5 separate regions of the Mus musculus genome follow, and regions 1, 3, 4 and 5 are each linked to region 2. The links are chromatin contacts, called in public promoter capture Hi-C maps. All regions are on one chromosome and are shown on one strand. The core of a region is the stretch at or near the end of the contact, and the rest is flanking DNA. Distances in the headings are between cores, read along the strand shown.

The links. Promoter capture Hi-C pulls out the DNA fragments that hold promoters and counts their contacts.
Region 1: a promoter capture Hi-C map of hippocampal neurons shows a contact between it and region 2, with 3 times the contacts expected there. The contact joins the promoter of Repin1 here to the promoter of 4921507P07Rik in region 2. A contact is called at or near these places in 2 of 39 promoter capture datasets (hippocampal neurons and pre-B cells).
Region 3: a contact with region 2 is called in a promoter capture Hi-C map of liver, with 4 times the contacts expected there. The contact joins the promoter of Jazf1 here to the promoter of 4921507P07Rik in region 2. A contact is called at or near these places in 3 of 39 promoter capture datasets (hippocampal neurons and liver).
Region 4: a promoter capture Hi-C map of pre-B cells shows a contact between it and region 2, with 3 times the contacts expected there. The contact joins the promoter of Pdia4 here to the promoter of 4921507P07Rik in region 2. A contact is called at or near these places in 2 of 39 promoter capture datasets (cranial neural crest and pre-B cells).
Region 5: a promoter capture Hi-C map of pre-B cells shows a contact between it and region 2, with 2.6 times the contacts expected there. The contact joins the promoter of Krba1 here to the promoter of 4921507P07Rik in region 2. A contact is called at or near these places in 2 of 39 promoter capture datasets (liver and pre-B cells).

The regions. Positions count from the first base shown.
Region 1 is chr6:48,591,467-48,596,182 of GRCm38.p6, reverse strand. Repin1 (replication initiator 1) reads right to left here and starts at 2,300. Exons shown (of 3, transcript NM_001079901.1): 1 at 2,131-2,300; 2 at 1,207-1,392. The coding sequence starts at 1,351.
Region 2 is chr6:50,594,617-50,599,175 of GRCm38.p6, reverse strand. 4921507P07Rik (RIKEN cDNA 4921507P07 gene) reads left to right here and starts at 2,586. Exons shown (of 10, transcript NM_027564.3): 1 at 2,586-2,733; 2 at 3,223-3,378. The coding sequence starts at 3,245. 5430402O13Rik (RIKEN cDNA 5430402O13 gene) reads right to left here. Exons shown (of 3, transcript NR_027892.1): 3 at 4,311-4,559.
Region 3 is chr6:53,066,727-53,071,748 of GRCm38.p6, reverse strand. It overlaps Jazf1 (JAZF zinc finger 1), which reads left to right and starts at 3,125. Exons shown (of 5, transcript NM_173406.3): 1 at 3,125-3,296. The coding sequence starts at 3,182. It overlaps Gm33097 (a long non-coding RNA gene), which reads left to right and starts at 3,754. Exons shown (of 2, transcript XR_377680.3): 1 at 3,754-5,022.
Region 4 is chr6:47,812,092-47,816,926 of GRCm38.p6, reverse strand. Pdia4 (protein disulfide isomerase associated 4) reads left to right here and starts at 3,415. Exons shown (of 10, transcript NM_009787.2): 1 at 3,415-3,710. The coding sequence starts at 3,623. It also overlaps the pseudogene Rpl35a-ps7 and a transcript of Zfp786 not described here.
Region 5 is chr6:48,393,502-48,398,174 of GRCm38.p6, reverse strand. It overlaps Krba1 (KRAB-A domain containing 1), which reads right to left and starts at 2,589. Exons shown (of 18, transcript NM_001347152.1): 1 at 2,288-2,589. The coding sequence starts at 2,299. It overlaps Gm16630 (predicted gene, 16630), which reads left to right and starts at 2,767. Exons shown (of 5, transcript NR_152250.1): 1 at 2,767-3,537.

The DNA.
Region 1 (4,716 bases), core at 1,051-3,550, 2.0 Mb after region 2:
AGGAACTGCCCTCACGGTTCTATCTTAGGGAATAGCTTTGTATCTTTATTGCCCTGGAAACTTCTAGAAGGGAGACATGTTGGTATTCCTTGGGATTCTCCCATAGTATCTACCTTGTGTCAGGAGGTCTTACAGAAAATATTCTTGAATATTCCTACTGTACCCTACATATCGCAACCCCCCTATTGCCTTTCCCTGTGGCAAGCACTTTCTTCTACCACACCAGAGCTCCCTAATTGGCACATGAAGCAAGTGTGGGGCATAAAACAGTGGTAGGACTTGCCTGAGGTGATACTGTAAACGATGAGCAAACCAAAGGTGGGGGGGGGGGGCAGGACGGGATGGGGGGAGGTTTGGGGCGGACACACAAGACAGGATCTTGTCAACACCCAGGCCACTGTGTGCTCCGCATTAACACCTAGGTGTGTGGAGATCTCCTCAAAAACCATCTGACTAAAACCTTGAGGAAGGTACTTCCAGCCTCCCCAGCTCAGCTCTAAGCCTGGAGAGCAAGTGAAAACAGCCTTTCTTCAGACCTGGGAGGTGGGCAAGGTGCCTCTACTAGCACAGACTAACACCAGGCCACCACCTGTCCAGACTACCCACAGTCTGCCTGCCAGCCCTTCTCCACCCACACCCAAGCAATTGCAACTGGGACATTGGGGGGAGGGGGGAGAGGCAAGCACTTCTCAATCCAAGGAACACCCACAGTCTGCTGCCCCTCCCCTGGAGTGAGGGAGAACCCTGGCTCAGCATCTCTTAAGGGGGCTAGGGATTACTGGGGTAAAGAAAGGGGTGGGAAGAAGAGATCATAATCTCTGTCCCTTGCCTGGTCCTGCCCAAACCGGGCCAAGGACTGCCCCACTTCAGCTATACCCCACAGGGGAACCCAGATTCCTGAGAGCCTCCTACACAGAGTCAGTTCAGGGGTGGCAGTAAGACTTCCCAGGGACCTTTTCATGTCTGTTCGTGGCCTCTGTCCGGGCAAAACCTCCTGAATTCCTTTACAGCCTGCTCTCTTTTGGGGGACTACAGACATGACTCAACCCCACCAACCCCCAACTCCCACCCCCGCCTGAACCCAGGGAAGACTCCATGATAGGAGAATGGATTCCTTCCCCAGTACATCCCTGTCCTGCAAGTATAGGAGACATGAGCGCTGGAGTTATGGGTTGGTTTGAGGGCACAAGAAAGGCCAAACTCTACCCTGAAGACTGAAGAGCTGGGGGTGAGGCTTTTTCCAGCTCCTTCTGGGGATGTTCCTGGGGAGACTTCGGCTGCTTCGGCCCACACTTCGGTAGCCCCCGGATGACAGAGAAAACTGTAGCAATAAAGACATCCCTATCCCCATGGCAGAGCTCAGACCTCTAACTGCTGAGAGGTCAGCCTTACCTGGGGAAGGGAGAGAAAAGAACGAGTGTGAGGCTCTGCGCTAAGCCAGGGCAGGTTTGTGTCATCACCCAGTCTCTCCCAGATTCAAGGCTACAGAGTTCAGCCTTGAACTCCATACCCAGCCTGGTCGAATGACCTAGCGGACACTGAACTAAATAAAGCATGAGCATGACCCTTTACTGAGGAAGCACAGTGCTGCCTTTGGAGGCCACCTCCTAGCCTGGTAGGGCCCCAGAAGAATAGCCTCCTCCATCTGTTGCAAGGCTCTTTCTCAGTGGCCAAAGGGCTGCCTAGGCAGTAACTCTGGAATCCCTATTGCCTCCCCTTCCCCCACTCTCCGCGCAACATAAATTCCAGGCCTGTCTCCCGAGGGTCTACGCAGGGAGCGCCAGAGTGCCCAGGACTCTCCAGAATTTCCTTGGTCATCTAGGGCAGCCCCGGGTGGCAGCAGGCCCACACACTCCCCCTTTGTATAGATGCGTGTCCTCCGTCCACATTTGCTGGCTCGCTGGACCGGTTCGGACCAGCCAGTGGGCCATCTCGGGTCCCACGCACAGCGCAGCCCGCGGAGCCTGTGCGCAGGTGCGCTCGCCCCGCGCCTCAACACTCCCCCCCCCCTTTCATATTCCGCGCGCGCGCGCGAACCCCACAGCCGCACACACTCACGGTCACGCGCCCCACAGGTGGAGCTGCCCTCGCACGCCCTCGGTGGCCCCTGCGCCCTTACTCGACCCATACCTCTCCCGCGTGCCCTCCAGGGACGCAGCGCCCATCCATAGAGCACCAGGCCGGCCTCTGCGGCCGGTTCCCCGCCCCGCAGCGGCGACAGCGGCAGGTTCGAGTTCACAACTGCCAGGCCCGTCCCCAACCTCCCCCCACGCGCTGGGTTCCCAGCTCCACGTGACTACAGGAGCTGCGGAGGGTCAGTCTCGGCTAGGCGGCCGCGGCCTGGGGGCGGGGCGGGCCAGGTCACCCCGCTGCACTGCCGCTCCGGCACAAGGCCAGGGAGGGCCCCCGGCTCCATCGCCATGGCAGCCACCAGCTCCGGTTTGGCCACCGGCCCGAGCTTCAGTTTCCTAACCCTCTGCCCAGAAAAGGATGCTCGCCCCTGGGCCACCTTGTGGCCAGGCTGTGGTCACTGTGTTTGGTCCACCCTTACTGTCTTTTTCAAAACTCAGAGCCAGAGAGAACTAGACAGGGCACCAACGGTTCTCCTGGCGTCGAGCCTGGGGCTTTGCCCAGTCCGCTCTAGCTTAGGGCTGGAACACAGCACCACGGCAACAGAGCGCATCTGGATGAAGAATGAATGGCCCGCAACTGTGAATTCTGCAAGGCCCTCTATTCCCACAACTAAGATCCGGAGTGGCCTAAGCTCTAGAGATGCAGGCCGGGCCCAGGTGGCTGTTGGCACAAATGGGTCGTTTACCCTTGGAAACGCACAGCAGCCAGTGTGGCGTCTGCGGAGGCAGGTGCAAGCCTGTGGCCATGACTCACCACCCACTAGCAGGTGGCCTTGGCTTTCCAAAAGAACCCCATCTTGGAACTTCCAGACCAGTGCAATTTCGTGTCCTTTCATGCTTTCAACAGAGACAAGCTTTGAATTGTACAATTATTTTAAAAAAAAACACTTTTAAAATCTCTCCCAAGGGCCATCTAGCCCTCTCATATATTAGCCTCCTAAAGCCAATTACATTCGGTGTTTGACATACTCGAGTGTTCTGAATAGTATTTTATATTGGGGAAGCCTGGGTTATCCCTTGCAACTGTACATGCTGGCTCTTCACTTAAGATATTGTAAGTTTTCTCCCATTTCGTTGTTCTCTTATATATTATATTAAAACATATATATATATATATATATATATATATATATATATATATAGTTTAATGGCTGTATAAATATGCAAATCGATTACATATTTTTCCTATGTCCTTATAGATTAATGTCTCATTACCCATGTCCAGGTTCAAACTTTTGGAGGTAGAAACAGATGGTCAAAGACAAGATTCATCAGTTATCCCTGAGAAATGACCATTTTTTTCCATTTCCTTGACAACATGGGCTATTTTCCCAAATTTAATTAAAATGACTGTTTGCTTCAATTTTTGCTTCTTGGGTTGCTGGTTTCCTGACTTGTTTGTTTTGTGTGATTTTTTTTTTAAACCAGTTTATGCTATGACTACTGAGAATTTATCTTTGCCTGACTTTCTATTTGCTCACTTTCAAGGCTGGGAAGTTGGGATGGTTGTTTGGGTTTCATGCTTAAAGATGTTCATTTGTCATATGTGTGGAAAATATTTTCCCCAAAAGATTGTTCTTTGGGGGTGTAGGGGTGGGAGGCAAGGTCTCACTGTGCAGACCCCACTGGCCTCATACCCAAACCCGGTGGCCTGTCTGCCAAGTGCTGGGATCACAGGCATGCCCACCTCACTTAGCAACGCTAATTTCTGAAGTGATAAAATTTTGGCTTTATGTGCTAAAACCTGCCCATCCTTTTCTTTCTGGTGTGCACCTTTCTGTTTGTGTTTGGAGAGTGATCTTGCCCAGGCCACGCTACTCTTTATGATGATAGTTTCACTGCAGACGGTGGATTTTAACACTTCACGGTTTCAGTATTCCCTACGATGATTCTGTCTTGTTTTGATTTTCAAATTCCTTGTCTAGAACTGCTCCTCTGTTTTTCCACATGAACTTTAGAACGTGTCAATATTATGAAACCCTGTTTGTGTTTGGAGAGAGTGGAGATGTGCATCTCTGCACTATGTGGGTCATACTTCTCCTCTTACTGTGGAGTCCTTAATAAGTGGGAAGTACAGCTGAGATTATAGAGATTCCCTCACCACAAATATAGAAGGGGCATCGGCAGAGCATGTGTCCAGCACAACAGTGTGTTGCAGAAGAGCATGCAGTAAGACCCACTGGTTTCACCTGCATGTTTTATAGGGATGCTTAAACCCTCAGGAAGACTTGATTTTTATGTCCAGTGTGGTGATAAACTCTTCAAATACACAACTCATTTCATCCCCTCAATATCCCTATGAAACAAACTCTCTGCTCCTCATTTTACAAATGACATTCTGAGCCTGGGAGATGTTCAGAGGCTTGCCAGGGGCCACACAGCTGCATGGTGGGTGGGTGATGAGAACACAGCAGCACTACCCAGCCTCACCCTTAACCACTGCAGTTTTATGTGTGGGCAGTGCTAGTTTATGTATACCACAAATATTTAATCAAAATGAAACATCTTCTATTCTGTAGGCACTGAGTCTTCTCATGACCTATGCTGGCTTCCCAGAATGAGAGAAAATGGTGAGAGGCTTTTA
Region 2 (4,559 bases), core at 1,337-3,836:
TAAGTGCTCTGTCAATCAAATGGCCTCTCTCCCCACCTGCCTGTGCTGTTTATTTCTGAGGGTGAGTTCTCGCTCCCTTTTCCTGGTCCTTGGACTTCCCTCCCTCAACTCCTGGAACCATGGGCCTAAAAGCTTCAAATGGACACTGACGAAGAAATAGCTTCTGCCCCTAATGATATGTGTGTCTCAGCGTCCTGCCAGGTCCAGGTGTTCGCTCAAAATTCTGCATTCTGGACAGCTTCAAAGCAGCTAGCCCCAGGTGCTCCAGCCTCGTAGACTGCCCTGACTAGGCCTATACTTTCCAGTCCCAGATGGTCCCACAGAGCCCGGACAGCAAGTGAAATAGCTAGCTCTCAGGATTTGGCCAGCATCCCAGCTTTCCTGGGTCCTCAGACAGCAGGAAACAGTTTAAAGAGAACAGCGCCCTCACTTCCAGCCTCACATCACTCCTTCCTGTTGCTTCACCTTTAATATTAAAAGGAGGAACGCTGTGAATTGGGTTCTCTGCCAGAGTGCTGCTCAGCAACTCAGCGGCAGCACATTTCCATGGTCAATGCAAGTTACACACTTCCTCTATGCAGCAGGCACATCCTTTAAAAGACCCTGGCCACCCAGATCTAGCTCTGTCTGTGTCTGCCCTGTCTGTTTTGTTCTGTCGCCTGGTCTCTTGTCTCTCTCGTGTCCCCACTCCGAGAAGGCATTTTGCTCGTCCTCCCCAGTAAGGCCCTCAGGCAATCTGTTCTGCAGCATGAATCCTCAGCACACCTTGGCCCCACACTTAATGGGTATTCCTGACACTTAAGGCTAATAGTGTTGGTGTTGTGCTCAGACTGTAAAAACCCCAAAGAGGCCACCAGGAATCACAACCTGCTGTAATCCCATGAGGGTCTTTATTCAAGCTCAAGCTCGGGCCACCAACCTTCCTGATGGAACAGGAAGGAGAGTAAACCCCCAGGTCTAAGCAAAGGGGGGTTATAAAGAAAAAAAACCGCAAGCGGGGTCTCCAAGCCTTGGCATTACACGAGGGGTAAAGGAATGCTGTCCTTCAAACCTGATAGCATTGGTTCAGACAGTGGGGCAGAGCCGCGCAGCTGGAAAGGGACCTTTGTGATCTGGGAAAAGAAACTTGTGCTATCAGAAGTTGGTGTATTTCTACAAACGTCACAGCTGTCTGGGGACACTTAATTGTCTCTTTTCCATAGTCCCAGAGTGGGCTTTTATCATTTCAAGGATATTAGCCTCTGCTTCCTTCAAGGGCAGGACCCTTCTGCACAGGAGAAATGTTGGTTGTTAATCAAAAGGGGGTGTGCATTTCAGTGATGTGGAGGCTAGACTATGCTGCTTTTCGTCTGTTCCCAAGGCTGGAATTTGCCCCCCTCCCCCCGCCCGAGAGTCATCAGGGGGAGGGAGTGTTAACTGTTCTGGCTCCTCGAAGAGTCAGGAGAGTGTAAGATCTGATATGCAGGTTTCCCTTGTCTCTTAATTGGAAATAATAAATTCAAAAGACCTTTGTAAACCAAGCAGTTTTTAATATTCAATTCTGCAGAAAGCAACATAAGCACTGAGAAAAGCCAAACACTGCTGCTGTACTGATTTGAAGAAAGATGATGGCTTTTCCCCTGATACCATGAAAGTCCAGCTCCCTTCCTGTAGGCCAGGGCTTGCACCCTTCCCAAATTCTTCATCCTGTTGGTTTATGGCAAGAGCTTTATCCATAATTTAGGACTTGAGAGTGTCCCTTTCTCTGATATAGTGTTCAATAGGCTACCAGTAGATCTCCAACTCTTCTGAGCTGTGAGAAGCTGGGTGAACCACCAGCTAGTAGAAAAGATACCTCCTTGCCTTGGGCTTTTCTGTAACTCTGACGAACTTAAGAGCACATCACACTGCAAACTGTAACAATCTGTTTTTTTTTGTTGTTGTTGTTTTTTGTTTTTTTTTTTTTACACAAAGATCTTCTCTCTCTCCTTCCCAGGACCAGAGCTTTTGTTTCCCTCACACCTTGAGAAAGCATGCTCACCCACCCAACTTAGGGCAACTGTAGATCAGATAGTCTGCCAAGCCAGCGCCGCCAGAGGGCGCCTGAGGTCAGCCTATGGCGGGGCGTGAGGCAGCGGAGCCGGAGCGGGGCCTAGGACTGGACTGGTGCCCTCAGGAGGTGGGGCGAGGGAGGGAAGAGGTGGGACTTGGGTAGAAGGGCGGGACCAGGCCTGAAGGAAAAAGGCCCCAGGGACCGCGAAGAGAGGCGGGTGGGCGGGGCCTGAGAAGGGGGCGGGGCGCAGGGGCGGGGCCGAGTCTGTAGTTGAGCGCCTCTGGCACATGCAGGAGTTTAAAGGCGCTAAGACTCCGGGGCCAGGCATGAGGTTGAAGCGGAAACGCGGCGGTTCCACCTTTCCCCTAGCCACAAAGCCCTCTTTCCTCACTTCCGGCTTCTCTTCCAATTCTGGTGGTCTAAGATCCTCTGAAGGGCTCCCCGCCACACGTCGGCCAGCGCCCCACCCTCAGGATGTGTTACCTAGTGCGCGGTCACCGCCGCCGTCACAGGCAGCCTCAACCCCGCCCCGGCCTGCCCGCAGCCCTCTGGCCTTCTTCCCCCGCACCTGCCCGCACGCTCCCGGGGCCCGCAGGTGCGGAAGACCACGAAATTCCACGCCCCGCGGAGAGGAGACCCACCAGATCCCGAGACAAGAAAGGGAGACGCGGTCGGGCAGCGCTCCGGGGCAGATGTGTCAGGTGCGTGCGACCCCTGGCTGCACGGCTTCTAGGGACCGGAGTCCTCCGAAGGGACGGGCTTCTCTCCAGCGCTCTGGGGAACCCAATGTCCCCCATGAGGACAGAGGTGCGCACCACCCAGTTTAACTGCCTGAGAAACAGAATTGCAGAGCCTTGAGAGGAAGGGCTCTTGACCTGTTAATGACGAGTCTCCCTGCTTAGAAAGGCCCCCGCGCTAGAAGTTACCTGATTGTTCTTGAATATTGTTACATTTGAGGTGAGACATGAATTGTTTCACAATGTGTTCATCTTCCACTCTGCAGGTTTGCTTCAGTTTATCTCCACAGGTTTGACAGCATCCACAGACCCTCACAGCCAGTAAGAAAATAAGCCTCTGGTTTTTGTGCATCGATGAGTTGAATTTTGCCAGCAGAAACTGTTTCCTGTCCGGTCTAACCAAGGCAGTTTACAAGTCCAAATTTTCATTTTTATCTATTTACTTATCTCCAGACTAACATTTTAGGCAAGAAGCATGGAGGTAATTCACGGCAGGCCCCACTGCTGCAGGAACCTTGAAGGAGCTGACATTCTGTCAAACACCTTTTACTCTAACGGACTGCACACCCCGTACGAAACAACTATTCGGCCAACTGCTTCACAAGCCAGGTAAAACAAAAGTTAGAAAAACGCAGGAGAAAGATGTCGTTGCATTCGTGACTTTTTCTATAACACACACACACGTGAGCACTCCCATATATCACATGAAGGAGAAGGCAAAGCATGAGTAAACTACATGGTTAATCTGTTAAAACTGGAAAAGGGCTGTAGGCTATAACAAGGGAGGCATATTCTTCCACTGCATTCTACAAGTGTGTGTGTGTGTGTGTGTGTGTGTTTTGCTAGGGACTGAGTCCAGACCATGCCTGCAAGGCAAACACTACCACCAACCTACCTTTCCAGCCCTGTTCTAGAACCCTAGGATGGCCCCTTCCTTCACTTGGAGAGTGTTTTAATAGAGCACTACGGTACTAACAGCCTGCCCACCAACACCTTCTGCCAAGAAAGAATCCCAGAGTTGGTGGCAAACATGATGCTGTGTTTTGTTGTAGACCTTTCGCTCCTCATGACAGCCATGAATAGAGTAGAACTGTTACCCTCTTTCACCTGTGATATATGTAGGGTACAGACACATATTTCGCCAAACTCTGTCTCAGCTACACCCCCAACCCTGTGATTTACTTGATTTTTAGAGGAAGAATAAGGCTCTGTTTCTAAGTACCTTGTGTAGGTGTGTTCTTCTAATTTCACACGGCCAAACCCCTAATAATTCTTTGTAGACGAGGATAGGTAGATAGATGTCTCAGCTGGCACAGTGCTGATCACACAAGCCTGAAGATGTGAATTTGATCCCTAGTAAAATAGGAAGCATTAAAAGGGACATAAAAAGCAAGTGAAGGTGGCATGAACCTGTCACCCCAGTGCTGGGGAGGCAGAGACAGGAGGAGCCCTGGAATCCCTGGGGCTCAATAACTAGCTAGTCTAGTAAAATCTGTAAACCCCAAGTTCAGTGAGAGACCCACTCTCAAAAAGTGAAGTGCGGTCAAGGAAGATGTTTAATGTCAACTTCTGGCTTCACAATCTGCGTAGAAACACATACAACAAACTTTTTTCTTTATTCTTAGGGAATTAAGACAGAAAGCCACCTTATCTCAGTTTAAACACTTCCAAAGTAGGGCTGGAAAGATACTTCATCTGTTAAGAGCACTTGCTGTTCTTCCTACGGACACAAGTTTGGTTCTCAAGATGTGAGTCTGGCTCCCATATCCTACATTAGGCAGCTTGCAACC
Region 3 (5,022 bases), core at 1,876-4,375, 2.5 Mb before region 2:
CCAGAGCTGCTGAAGATCTCACAACTCATTCATCCTTCAAAGTAGTGGGGGTAAAAGGAATGCCCCTAAGTCACCAAGAAGGCAGTAGTGAGTAAACCTGAAAAGCACTTCCTGGAGGCCTGTATATGGCTGTCCCCTTGACAGCACTGACACAGGTCCACATTGGGCACAGGAAATGCATGCTTTGATTGTCTGGGTATCTTGAAATCCTTGTGTGGAAATCAGACAACGGCATAACAGACCTTCTGCTGGCTTTCAGGTGTTTCCACGAAACCACCGTGTTCCCACCTCCCTGGCAGCTGCCCATCCTGAGGGCCCTGGCATAGTAAGATGTAGGAGACTCTTATCTGTAATGTCACTTAGTTGCAAGTCATTGGAGTGCCACCTTTACCCTATGGCATTACTCTACACCCTATGTTGAGTAGACATACTGACCCAGAGAGGTACAGTGCTCCAGGGAGAGGCTAGCAGTTTTCCAAAAAAAAAAAAAAAAAAAAAAAAAAAGGATCTCGGAGGCAGGGAATTCGTGTAGTTCATGGCCACTCTCTTATCTGACTCTTTGGTTCTCTTGCCACCCTGCCCTTTTGAGACAGCTTCACTCCCCCAAGTGAGACAGATAAATGTTTTCTCAAAACAGAAGTGTACCAGTCTCTTGGAAGCCACAGGATGAAGTGCTTGGTTTACATGGTTTTTATAGCCTAGATATAGACTTTATCTAAAAGTACAAACGTGCAACAAACATTTTAAAACGTAATAGAGCACAAGTAAAGTATTCACTGCAAAGCGTTTATTTTTCATTTGTTTGCTGTGGTTACCCTGTGGTTTGTCCCTGTCAATTGCTGCTTTGGTGTGTATACAAAACCAGTAGACTTGAAGATGTAAATGATGATGATTTTAAAACACCGAAAAGAGAAAAGAAGTGTGCCAATTAAAAGAGCAGGATGCCAACTAAGCAAGCCCCAATTCTATGCTGAGTTGTAGTAATATACTGATTTTTTCCCCACAAAATGTAATGGTTTGACACACAAAATAATTTGAACTCTTTGAAAATTATAATTCATTTTTATAGTTACTTTGCTTCTTCACATTAAAAATAATCAATATGCTCAATTTGGCTGACCAGGCTTTTACTTTGGCAGGCACACTTTGTAATAGTAGAGGGTAGGGACTGAAGGTAGCCAAGAGGTATGTACTAATAGCTCCCAGCCCCCTTCCTTCCTCCTTTCCCTTACACTCTCCTGGCCTTTCCATGGAGGAGTTCTCTTGCTTGAGCCACCTCTGGGCCTCCTACACTCTCTGCAGTTGATAACTCCACATAGAGAGTCATTCCTCCTGAGAACAGAATTGTCACCTCAAGGCTCGGGGCACTCCCCCAGCTGCTGCAGAGTTGGGGTGCCTAGCATCTCTAAGGAGGCTGATCTGGCATCATTCTTGGCTGGAGTTTTCTCATTGCATTTCCATGTCACTGGGCGTGAAGTCTATCTGCCAGATATCCTGCTTGCTCTCAGCTAACGGCCTTCCTCCCTGTCTGGGCAGCAGGGCACACTGCACAGTTGCCAAAATTCTAATTCACGGTGGAGAATTCTACCTCCTGCTCTTTAGACCCTTGTCTGGCCCCAGCTTCCAGCCTAGCGGGTCCCTGGCTCATTATCAAGCCCTTGGGTGCCCTTCCCCCATCCTCACTTGGTCCCAGGAAATTATTTCTGGCAACAAACTGAACTTTAATGACCTGCTGCCCCAACCATACTCAACTCAACTCTCCCCTTGGCAAATTTGTCACCTTGTAGGCTCAAAGAAGCGACAGACCAGACAAAAATGTCGATGGGTGAGAGAACTCAGCCTCAGCCTTTGTGACTGGGAGATTGTGAAAATTTTCTCCGGTGACAGAAATACTGCATATGTCTGCATTTACATTTACACGAAGTGCCCTAACAATCCTAATATTAGAGATAACACAAGTGGTATATGCAGTTTAAAAAGACAGGGTTGTTATTTTTCTAGGTATATGCACCAGCGGGTAAATGAAATTGTTCTAAAGACAAATGCTAAATTCAGAATGCATGAATAAATTTTTTAAAAATTACACCCTCGAATCATGCACATCTCCTGGTGCTTCTTGAACACCTGGAAGAAAATATACACCTTGTAGGTAAAATGTAACTGCAACTGCGGTTGGAGACCAGAAGAGAACTGGTTCTTAAGAGGCTATCTGGTCAACAGTATGGCTTAAATGCTCACAGGATGATATAATCCTAACTGATTGGTGAAATCTTCTTTTTAAGTGAAAATCGAATTTGCTTTGACTTTCATTTCCAAACCTCTACACTTGCCCCTTTCGTCTTTGGAGCAGCACTGCCAGACCTGAGCCACAACACGGGGTTCAGGAGGTGCGGGAATTTGGGGTAAAGAAATTGAGATTTTTGTTTTCTCAGAAGAATCAGGGAGAACAAACGTGATACATATGTAAAACACAGTCAAATGCACTTGACAACCAAGCGCTCTATTTTGAAATTTAAATAAAGCTAAGATTTTTCTTCTGGCCTAGGGGGAAAGCTTCATTAAAATCAATTAGTTCCTACTAACCTCCAGAGAATACGGACTTTTTAATTTTTTTTTTTAAATGAGAAAGTTTAAAGAACAAGGTGCACACAATTACCTTTCCTGGGTCCCTAGTGAATACCATCGTCACACCTAGACAGGTGGCCAAGTGCAAACAAATGTCCCTAAGAGGGCTGGGTAACTCCCTGAGTGCTCCTCTGGGGTGAAAAGCATGTGTAATTAATAGATGTGTATCTATTAAGAATGTAGCGCGCATAACCAAGGGAGGCTCCAAGCGGACTGCAGGCACCTCACAGGGCGAAAGGGCAGGCCCAGGGACGTAAAGTTGGAGGCGGGAGCTGCCAGGTGAGGCCTGGGTCGCGGAGGTTGGGGCCCGCACAGCTGCAGGCGCGCGCCTGCTCCCTCCTCCCAGCCGCCGAGTCCTCCCCGCCCCCTCCCCCGAGCTCCCGCCGCCTCCCGCTGCCTCCCGGAGGCTCGGCGCTGCGCTCCACCTCGCGCCCCCTCTCCTCCGTCCCGGGCTCGCGCTGCCCTCCCCGCGCCTGCCCCCTCCCCGGCCCCTCCCTCCGCCTCCGCGCGCGCGGCGCTCGCAGAGCCGACTCCGGGGGGCTCTCGATGTAGCACCATGACAGGCATCGCCGCCGCCTCCTTCTTCTCCAACACCTGCCGCTTCGGGGGCTGCGGACTCCACTTCCCCACGCTGGCCGACCTCATCGAGCACATCGAGGACAACCACATCGGTGAGGCCCGGGTGGGCGGGGGTCGGGCGGCGGGCGAGCCCCGGGGTGGCGCGGGCCGGGCGCCCGAGAAGGTGCGGGCGTGGAGGGCCGCGGGGCGCGGGGATGGCCGGCCGCAGGGTGAGGGCGGGCGCGGGCCGCGGGGGGCGGGTGCCGCACGCCGCTTCCGCCCGGCCCGAGCTGTCAGGCTGGCGGGAGCCGGGGAGGCGCCGCGGCGGCAGCCATTCCGCTTCCTCCCCCGCCTGCGTCCTGTCAGCGCCGGTTGCTAGGTGTGGCGCGGCGGGAGGGGGCCGCGGCGGCGGCGGCGGCGGGCGCGGGGCGCGGGGCGCTGCGTGCTCTGAGCGGCGCGGGCGCGGGGCCCGGCCTGGCGCGGCGGCTGCGGTTCGGGCGGCTGCGGGCCGCGCCCATCCCTGGCCGGAGCGCCCCGAGGCCCCGGTAGCAGAGGGGAGCCCGCGGGCGGCGGGCGGGCGTGTCGCGGCGCCCGCGTTGCGGCTAGGCCGGAGGTGCGCCGGTCCCCGCGGGGCCTGCGCGGCGCGGGCGCGGGGACGCGGGGGAGGGGCGCCCCGCGGGGCCGGTTGTGTCTCCCGGGACCCAGGGACCTCCTAAGTCCTGCGCCCCACGGAAGTCCTTGCATCACATTTGCACGCTCATCCCCACCCCTGCGGAGGGAGATGGGTCTGGTGCTTCTGGCTCAGAAGACCCAGCCACCTGCAGAAGGTGTGGCCGCTCCCCGGAGTGGCCTGGTGGGTGAAGAGGGCAGCCGGTTCCCTGGGTGAGGCTACCTGTGAATTGCTTCGAGAAGACCAAATGAATGACATGGATTCGACCATGTGGATGCAGCTCACGTTTCTGCAAAGTTGAGAGAGTAAATCACGACTGCTGTGCATTTATGCACGAATAAAATGAGGCAGAGCCTCATGCCCCTTTGCTTTGTAGAATGCTTTCTCCTTGCACACAGTGGGCGCTTAATACGCGCTAAGTGCCAGTTTAGAGCGGGATTTGCTGGGCCATCCAGAATGGGAGCTAATCATGGAAACTGTCTGCAGAATGCCTTTGAAAACAGAAATCTGATGAGTAATTGTCAAGCTTTGAAATTTTTCAAAGTTTCAAAGTATCTCCTTAATAGTTTTCCCCATGTCTTCTGATAAAGGTGAGGTAAAGAACCTATGCTCTCAAGTATTGGTGGTCTGAAAAGCGGTTTAATAGAGTAGCAAAGCTGCTGAATCATATCGTGACTGAGTAGTCATAGCTAAAAGTGCTCCAGGTATAAAGTTTCTCATCATGGCTTAAACTGTAGTGATGCAGTTTCAAGACGAGTTTTCCCAGTTCCTCACTGGACTCCCCTTACTTATTAAACTAAACAGAAATGATAACAGAAAACAGTTATCCCAAGTTCCATCCATTTCATCAGTTAATTTATGTAAGTTGAATGAGTAATACTTTTATCTGGTTAACTTTCTTAACTTGGGACTACCTGCTGATTGAAAGATAATTTAGTTTTAACATGAATTAAACACAATTATTTCTTACGAGTTAACTTGGAGCCAGATGATTTAGACTAGCATTGGTAAATCATAAGCCTCTTATTTTGAGTTGGCAAAGTTTTCCCAGTATTGTGCAGCTATCTTTAAAGAGGGTCAAGGGTTTATGAATTTTCTAAAGCTAAACTTTTAAGTGATGATATCTTACTCCCAAAGGTCTAATTATTTTCTTTCAATGGTGAGAGGAT
Region 4 (4,835 bases), core at 2,166-4,665, 2.8 Mb after region 2:
TAAGGAGCATAATCCTTAAATTGAAAAACATTAGAGGCTAGTACCTTTGGCATAAAAAGGAAATTACTGAGCCAACTATTTATTTCTATGAACTTAGAAACAGCTTATCAAGAGCAACCCTCTGCAAAAACCGATCAGGTTGCCAGCCCTGTGTTACAGTAAGTAGCTGGGCAAACCTAAATGGGACTCTTGCCCTACAACATCAAAGACAGTCAGTATTTAGCTACAGGGAACTGCAGTTACAGTGGCATCTATTGAAACATTCTATTCTAAACCATGAACACAGACTCTGAGTATGAAGAAAGAGAACACAGTAGGCAGGCACACACAGCTTCTAAGCAGCTAGTTCTGAAGGTGTGTCCAGAGCGCATTTCAGTTTGCAATTACAATTCTAAGAGGCCAAGAAAAGCTAACTTCCATGATATGTTACAAGTGTAAGATAAAAAAAAAAAAGTGGGGTCAGGCCTAGTGGCCCATCCTTTAATCCCAGTTCTCTGAGGGCAGAGGCTTGCTGATTTCTAGGAGTTCAAGGCCAGCCAGAGTTATGTTGTGCAACCTTGTCTAAAAACAAACAAAAAACCAAAACCCAAACAAACAAAACCTGGGGTTGGGGAGATGGCTCAGTGGTTAAGGGTGTGTAATTCAAGTTGGGGATTTAGCTCAGAGGTAGAGCTCAGAGGTTAAGACCATTTACTGCTCTTGCAAAGGACCTGAGTTCAGTTTATAACAGCCATGTCAGATGACTCAGGAGACCTATAACGATAGCTCTAATGGACCCAGTGTCCTTTTCTGACCTTTACAGGCACCCGCACTCACATGCACACACCCAACACCCACATAACACATACTTTAAAAATAAAAGTGGAGAGCTAAGGGAGGTTGGTCAGCTATTCTTCCAGAAGACCTCAGTTTGATTTGCCGCACCCACATAATGGGACATACCCACCTGTAACTCCAGTTATGGGAGTTCTAACCCTTTCTTCTGGCGTCCTCAAGTAACCAGGCATGTAAGTAGTGCATAGACATACATGCAAGTAAAACTCCTATGCACGTAAAACAAGATAAAAATAAAAATGAGGGGCTAAAACTGGGTCTGGTGACACATACCTTTAATCTCAGCACTTGGAGGCAGAAGCAGGTAGATCCCTAAGTTCCAGGCCAGCCTGATCTACGGAGTGAGTTTCAGGACAGTCAAGGCTACATAGAGACATCCTGTCTTGAAAATCAAAACCACTCTTTCCGCCATCTTGGCACCTGTGGAGGCCTGCTGGGAACAGGACTTCTAACAGCAAATATGTCTGGAAGGCTGTGGTGCAAGGCCATTTTTGCTGGCTACAAGCGAGGTCTCCGGAACCAAAGAGAGCACACGGCTCTTCTTAAAATTGAAGGCGTTTATGCCCGAGATGAAAAGGAGTTCTACTTAGGCAAAAGATGTGCTTATGTGTATAAAGCAAAACACAATACAGCAACTCCTGGAGGTAAACCAAACAAAACCAGAGTGATCTGGGGAAAAGTCACTCGGGCCCACGGAAACAGCTGTATGGTTCGTGCCAAATTCCGAAGCCACCTTCCTGCAAAGGCCATTGGACACAGAATCCGTGTGATGCTGTACCCATCCCAGATTTAAACTAATGGAGAGTAAATAAATAAAAGTAGATTTGTGCTCTTGTAAAAAAAAAAAAAAAGAAAAAAGAAAAAAAAAAGAAAAAAGAAAAAAAAAAAAAAAGAAAATCAAAACCAAATAACCACCACCACTACCACCAATAACAAAACCAAAAAGCAAAATCAAACAAACATAAAACCAAACAAGACCCCAAAAAACAAACAACAAACAAAACAAACACACGTGAGAGTCTAGAGCACCCACTTTTTAGCTCCAGAAAATCTGATGCCCTCTTCTGACCTCTGAATACATCAGGCATGTATATACACATAAACACTCTTACAGATAAAATAATAAAAGTTAAAAGAAATGGAGCTATTTTTGTTTTATGTTGGAGGAGAGGTCATAGGTTTGTGTGTATCTGGTTTTGTTTGTTTTGAGACGAGGCATTACTCTCTTGTCCAGTTTAGCTTTGAATTTCTGGGCTAAAATGATCTGCTTTAGACTCCAAAGTAGTTGAAACTACAGAAAAGAATTATATCAGAATAATAAAAAAGGTAGAACCATCACTGAGTTCTACAGAAAACACAAGAGACTGCAGTAATCTCTTGTGGTTTAACCTAGATAGAATCAATCATAAACCTCATGAATCCAGAGCATGTAGGTTGTGTGCCTGTCTAGTCTTAATTTAGTTTTCAAAACATATAATCTGAACTTCTGGCTGTGGACATGCATGCAGGAATTGTCACAGATACACTAGTAGATAGACAATCCCAATGGACTACTTCTCTAGAGAGAGATCTGCAGGAGTAAAGGAAAACACATATTCAAATTGGCCTAGGAACCTAGCCTAATAGTGCTAAAATGACAACCCAGGGGAGTAGTGATAAATACAGCTCATTTTCTCCTCCTGTATACATCAGAAAATATTGCAGGACTCTCTAAGATTTATTTATTTAGCCTCATTTGTCTTCTACGTCATATCATATGTTAATCCACAGGTGCTAACCCTAATGCCAGTACAGCTTTCTTTTCTGACATGCAAACCTAGTTTCTTTTCCAAAACACTCACGGTTATTTCTAGATCTAAATCACTAGATTGGTTATCTCTCTCTCTCTCTTCAGAAAAATCATAATACAAGGCAACGTTCAGACAAGACTCTGACTTATAGACTTAGTCATGGAGTCCAAGTTGTAATTTTTCTTTTCTTTCTTTCTTTCTTTCTTTCCTTTCTTTCTTTTTTTTTTTTTTTTGCGACAGGATATCACTAAAAGTCATGGGTCTCTGCCTCCACAGACCTGGAGTCAGCCCACCCAGCTCTGAAACAACTAATCTATTTCATATACCTCTCCGAACCTAGTATCTAGGAAAGAAACTCAAACTTTTATATGCTCAACAGAAAAAACAAGAAGCCAAAGAACAGGGGAACAGAGGCGGGATCTCTGATCTCACTTTTTCCCAAAAGTTCTGTCCTCTTTAGTTTCCTGCACAAGGACAGCCTCAGACGGACGAGCCTACACATGCACCCCACCATTTCCTTGAGTTTCTTACACGTGTTCTTCCTGCCAAGCTTGGCCAAAGGGAGCTGACCTCCCAACCAATCCCTCCCCTCGGAGTGCTCAAGCCCCGCCTCCCTGTGCAGGGCTGGTTGCCTTTGTTCTCCCCCGCACTCTTTCCGGACCTGGGCGCTCCAAGCAAACCGAGTGGCAGCCCGTGATTGGTGGTCGCGGCACAGCCAATCAGAAGGGGGCACCTCACACTAGGGCTCGGAGTTTTAAACGCGGAGCTGAGGGGCGCGCCCGCGCGGAGGGCTCAGGCAGCGGGGCGGGGCGGTGTAGGCGGGGCGCCACGGCTCTCGCCCTGATTCGTGCGGGGATTGGACGGGCCGCGGCTTCCTTACCTCCAACCAATCACCGGCCTGAACTTCCTGGAGGCTTTGGTGCGCTCCGGCGTCGCTCGGGAGGTCGGCGAGTGCTCTGCGGTGGCCGGTGTCTGCAGGCCCAGCTCTGCACCCAATCATGAAGCTCCGGAAAGCTTGGCTGTTGGTCCTGCTCTTGGCGCTGACACAGCTGCTGGCTGCTGCGAGCGCCGGAGATGCACACGAAGGTGAGCGGGAGGGCGGGTCGGAGGAGCAGCTCGCGTGGGTTGCAAACCTTGCTGGGGCCTGACAGGGTGCTTCGCTCACACCCCTGCGGAATTAGTGACCCGGTAGCAACGAACTTAATGGAGTTTCAGTGTAGGGCCGAATCTAGGGGTGTGGGCCTCTTTAGTTCCTACCTGAGACTAGGACACGGAGGGACGTGCCGAGTGCCTGGTTCGCAGCTCGTCTCTTTACCCTCACTACTGAGATTTGCCCCTTTGTTGAGTAAAATTTTCTGGAGAATACTCTCGTTTCCAAAACCGGTTTTAGAAAACGGAGGCGGGATGGCCGCTAGTAGGACCTGGAAGAGGCAGTCGCAGATACTGGGCATCTATATCAAGAAGTAGAAATAACTCAGGCTTTGTTTTCGTCTTTTATGGAAACTGGAGCTGCCGTATACAAGCATTTTATTCAGCGCCTTTTTTTGCCAGTCGCTGCACTGTGTTTTGAAAGTCGAGGCTGGTGGTGCATGTATTCTAGTAGGAACAGTATGTGTAACTCATAGACGTTATGCCCGCACCCTTTCTTCGAAATCCTCTACCGAAAACATAAAAACTTTGAAAATAGGAAGTACTAGTTAACGTTGTTCCTAGAGAACGGGTCTGATCGACACCTTTCCCTTCTAACCACTAACTTGTTGCCTACTAGGTTTAGTCTAATATAAACAAACCCCATTTTTAAAGTTTAGTGTGGAGGGGGAATGTGAACTTTATACTCCTAGGTTGAGTAAGATTCCTGTGGATCATTGATTTATGAGTCTTTGCCCAGGTAGGAAAGAGTAGAAATGAAGAGACTGCTGAAAGGGGCCAACTATCCGTCCTACCTATGAGTATATCTTGGCACTTTTGTCCAAACTGACTGAGGGCTCATTTCTTATAGAGACCCAAAATACATTGAAACAGAAAGAGGGCAGAGTCTTCATTTTAAGCAAATTTTTCACTTTTCAAAGCAGAATAGGCTTTGTGGGGGACACATGAAAGTTTGAGAACCAGTGTAGTTTGGTGTATGCTTTAAGAACGTGTTAAAAACTACACGGTTGTGAGACAGTGGTCAGTTTTAGGGTGATGTATGTTTGTTTGTTCAAGATGGGG
Region 5 (4,673 bases), core at 1,340-3,839, 2.2 Mb after region 2:
GTGCTTCGATTACTATAACAGAATACCTGAGACAGGGTGATTATAAAGAAAATAAATTGACTTCTTACAGTTGCAGATGCTGAGAAATCCAGGGTCAAGGGGCCATGCTGGTTGAAGGCCTCCCTGCCACATCGTATGGTACGTGACAGTTTGATGGGGAAACAGAGAAAGCAAGCCAGAAAGGCCTTCTAAACAAGACTACTCCCCCAGTCACCCATCAACCCCAATGACTTTCCAACAAAGCATAAACATGACACTAGGCATTAAGTTCCTAACAGGTGAAATTCAGAGGATACTGTCAAGCCACAGCATTTCTATTAGTCTTTTGTGAGACTGCTCAGTCCTTTTGAGAGCCACAACCTAAGGTGCACGGAATGACCACATATTAGTCATGGGACTTCAGCCAAATGGCTGCCCTATCTGAGCATTAGCAAACTCATCTGTACTAGTGGATCATATCCTAGTCCACAGGGATACTGTACAGACAGGATTAATTACCATAGGCTACAATAAATCTAGCATAAATGCTGTGGCTCGTGTCACCAAGGCTATCTGCCTAATCTCCACCTCAGGCTCTTCTATACACCACTCCTGACTCTGGGGGGCAGCATAGGTGGCTCTTTATCTCAAGGCTAAATATAGCTGGCTCCTTTAGGCCTTTGCCTGCAATGTTTTCCAGGCCTCTCTCCAACTAGCCTCAAAAGGCCATCCTCACTGACAGGGTTTTGTTTTGATGCGGATGAGAACTCGCTCTGAGTGGAGAGATGCTCCCTTCAGAGCTTTCCCAAATGGAAGAAGTCGAATTGGGGATGTTGGTCAGATGGTAAAGTGTTTGCCTAGCATGCGCTGGAATTAAGTTCCCAGTGCCACACAAAGCCAGATATGGTAGCACATGCCTATGATTCAGGCCGTTGTAGGAAGGTCAGTCAGGTCAAAGTCATCTTCAGCCACATGAGAGTCTGTCTCCAAAAATATAAATAAAAAGCAAAGGAAGAGAGAGTGTGTGTGAAGGACAGGGAGTGGGGAAGGGGAAGAGACAGAGTGGATGGGGAGATTAACTTCAGAACAGCTACCGCTGGCTTGCCATCTGGACCTCTGCCCAATCATCAGAAGAAAACCTTCCAGGATTAACTAGGACCACTGTAGATGATCAATCTCCTTGCTCATAACTCCCATGATGGCTTCCTAAGAAACTGTGTCAGTCTCTGTATGAAATTTTAGTTTCAGCACTCAGTCTTGTATCAGCCTAGCCCCATTGCCCCAGCATGCCTCAGGCTACCAGGGTCAGACCCTGTACCATGGCTGCTACTCACTGTCCCCAACTGTAGACTGTGCACACACCCCTGTGATTCTGTCACCCCTGTCACAATGAACATAAAGATCTTAGACCATCTCTGCCCCTCTTCCTTAGCCTGGGACCTTGTACTCTCAGAGACCGTGCCTGACCATCTTCTCTATGCAGTATATGAATACTCTTCCTTGAACATCAGGTTGGAGAGATCTGTGGTTCAATTCCCTCATCTACAGAACAGAAAACCCAAATAAGCAGACTCTAGGATGGGGCCAGTGGGAGTATCTGAGCAAGAGTCTTGGGCTACCTGTTAGCCATAGCTAAAAAAGACGCTTCCAGGCCAGACAATGTTCGATTTACCTGGCTTATCGTTTCTCCTGAGATTCTTGTGGGGTATTAGTGATGTCCAGCCACGACCTCAACACAGTTGCCTAAGTTTGGCCAAAGCTCGTGGACCAAAATTGCACATCTGACTCTGGGTGTCTACCCAGAAGGCAGTGCAGCAACTGCCCTGGCATCTTCACAGCCCACGATCCTGCCGAAACTGTACCTAGGCCACAACAACTGATGTGGCTCTTCTTCAGCTCTGGGACTGACATATTTTACCAGCATTAACTTCGATCTGTTTTCTTTCTCCCCACTTTTCCGGCCCAATTCACGGGGATTACGTATCTTAACAAAAATAAATGTCAGATTTAGTTATTCCCCCAAGACCTGCTGAGGCTTCAGTCGTGCACACCCTCTCACGATCTTGTAATGAAAAGCCAAAGGAATGAGTTCCCCAGGTAGAAAAAAAGCTCCAGGTCCGTGTGTCCTGGGAGAAGGGGAGAGCCTTAGACTTCTGGTTAGGGAATTCTGGGCACTGGCCGACCTTGATCGGCTCACTCGAGCTCAAAGTCGGCGGTGACGGATCCTCCCGGGCCTGTTGCCCTGGGGACTGCGCTGCACCAAGAAGCCCGACCGCGGCGTTCGTCGGTCCGCAACGGCTCGTCTTACCTGGAGCGCCATGGCGGAACTCAGCTTCGCGACTCCCTGGCCCACCCAGCTTCCGGTGCGGCTCTGGCTGGAGGCTGCACCGAGACCCTCGAGACCCTCGGGGACAGCGGCCCAGTTCTGCACGACAGGAAGCGGGGCCGGGGAACTCGCTACACCGAGAACCGCAGAGTTGGCTCGTCTGGGTCGGTCTGGCGCTTCGCATCCCGGGAGGGGTGGTCCCGCTTCCGCCCGCAGCCCCCAGCCTCACAGCGGTAACGACGCAAGCGCAGACTACACTTCCCAGAGGGCGCCGTGCCTGGGGCGTGGCTTCAGGGGGTGTGGCGGGGTTCTCCTTTACTGCTCCGTCCCTCACACCTCTAGCTCCTCAGGTTCAGGCACCCGCCTGGCACTGGTTAGTTACATCCTGTCGAGCTTGCGGCTTGCGCATGCTCAGGTGCAAACAACCGTTCATCCAAATAACCAACCATCCACTCCTCCGTTCTCTTTAGCATCCGGCGCTTTCTGAGTGCGCCCTGTACAGGTGCCAGGTTAGGATGCATGGATAAAAAGGGACCAGTTTCTCCCGTTGGCTGCAGTCACGTAAACCCGACCCTGAGTGGCTGAGGGCCAGGGCACAGTGGCTCACCGCTACACTGATCTGCATCACTACATTTTATGTGACTATTTGCTTGCTCGTGTTGCCCACTGATGGTGGCGGCCCCAGTAGTTCCTGACAAACGCTAGGCTTAAATATATGTATGATGTGTGGACTAAGTGTGTGCCCCATCTCTGGATTCATTTGTGCTGCTGTCTCTGTGGTGCAGACATAGTCCTTAGGCTGCACTTTGAGGCTCATTTTCCTTCCTGGAGCCCTCGTCTTTCCCTTCATTGTATGGGAAAAACTCAAAGAGAAGTTTTTGGAGCTTTGAAACAGGTGCTTGGAGCCACAGCAGAAGCCACCATACCCAGGACTTGTTCTCGGCTCTCCACTCCTAAAAATGTCTGCAGGGGCGTCCCCTTATCTGCGATCCGAGGAAGGACGATTTCTCCCTAGCCACCCCAGCATAGCTCTTTAGTGACTCTGGCCTACGTGGGCTCCACTGGCATACTGGCTTTGTATGCTGGCATGCCAGAACACATGATCGAGCAGAGACCACTAACATTACTGCCCAGCACAGCTGAGTGAATTTCTTCCTTCACACTCTAAGGACAGGACCGCAGCATGGAAAAAGAAAACTGAAAGTTCAGTCCATCTCCAGTAGCATCTCAGGGTAAGTCCTAGGCCTCAAGCCAGGGACCTATGATCCCTAAGCCACAAAATCCTCTCAAAACCTTTCAAAAAGAAAAAAGGAAGACATAATTTACAGCATGTGAAGTGTCTTGACGCTGTTTTGCTTTAAGTGTCCTCCTGTCTGGGCTTGGTGCAACATTTGGAGATTTGGGCCATCTGTCACTAAGAAGAGCTTACACCATCAAACTGGCTGAATGGCCAGTTGTTAAAGTTACAGAAACAACTGCTGCCCATTCATTACCCTTTTGACTATTTTTTGCCTCCACACCAGCCCTTATAATCTTTACATTAAAAAGTTTTACTCCAGATAACAGGGGTGGTAGTCTGGGATGTGATACCATGACAAACAATGATTGTGTTCAGGGAAGGGAAAAGATTTTATATTTGTTGTTTTTTTTGTTGTTGTTGTTTTTTTTTTTTTTTTTTTTTTTTTGAGGCAGGGTTTCTCAGTGTAACCAGCCCTGGCTATTGTGGACTTGCTTTGTAACAAGACCAGTTTGACCTTGAACTCACAGAGCTCCACCAGCCTCTGCATCATGAGTGCTGGCATTCTAAAATGAGCAAGGTTGCAGAGTTGTTTTGAAATGATAGTCCTTGGCTATAACAAAGGTGTTGTTAGTCCAGCTTTGGGCAGACACTTGCTGGGTGGGCAGCCTTGTAGAAGAGCTTTTTCCCTACAAGGTTGCTATGGCATTTGTGCAAGGTTGTGGTCTTGGCAGTTTTTTGTGGCCATTCTTGCTATCAGCAGATATGTGTGAGGAAACCCCATCCTTACCACCAGGGCTTCTTGACATTTTCTGTCAGTGGTTGACATAGTGATTCTATCAGTTTAACATAAGTAGCTCTAGTTTGATCTCAACAATTTCACATGAGCTCAAGGGATGGAATAGAAATCGAATACATTAAAAAAGAAACTTAGTAATTCCAATTAGTTGTTCAGTACATTGCTATTCAGAGAGCTTAACTTCTTACATATTTGGTATTTGGTTACCTGGCCATTTGATGAGTTGGCTTTGAGTGGACTAGCCAGCTGTCTTACTCAAATGCAACAGCTAGTTTCTGTGAGCAATAAACTGTGCTATCCATTTCTGCATATGAAAATTAGCTGGAATTTTA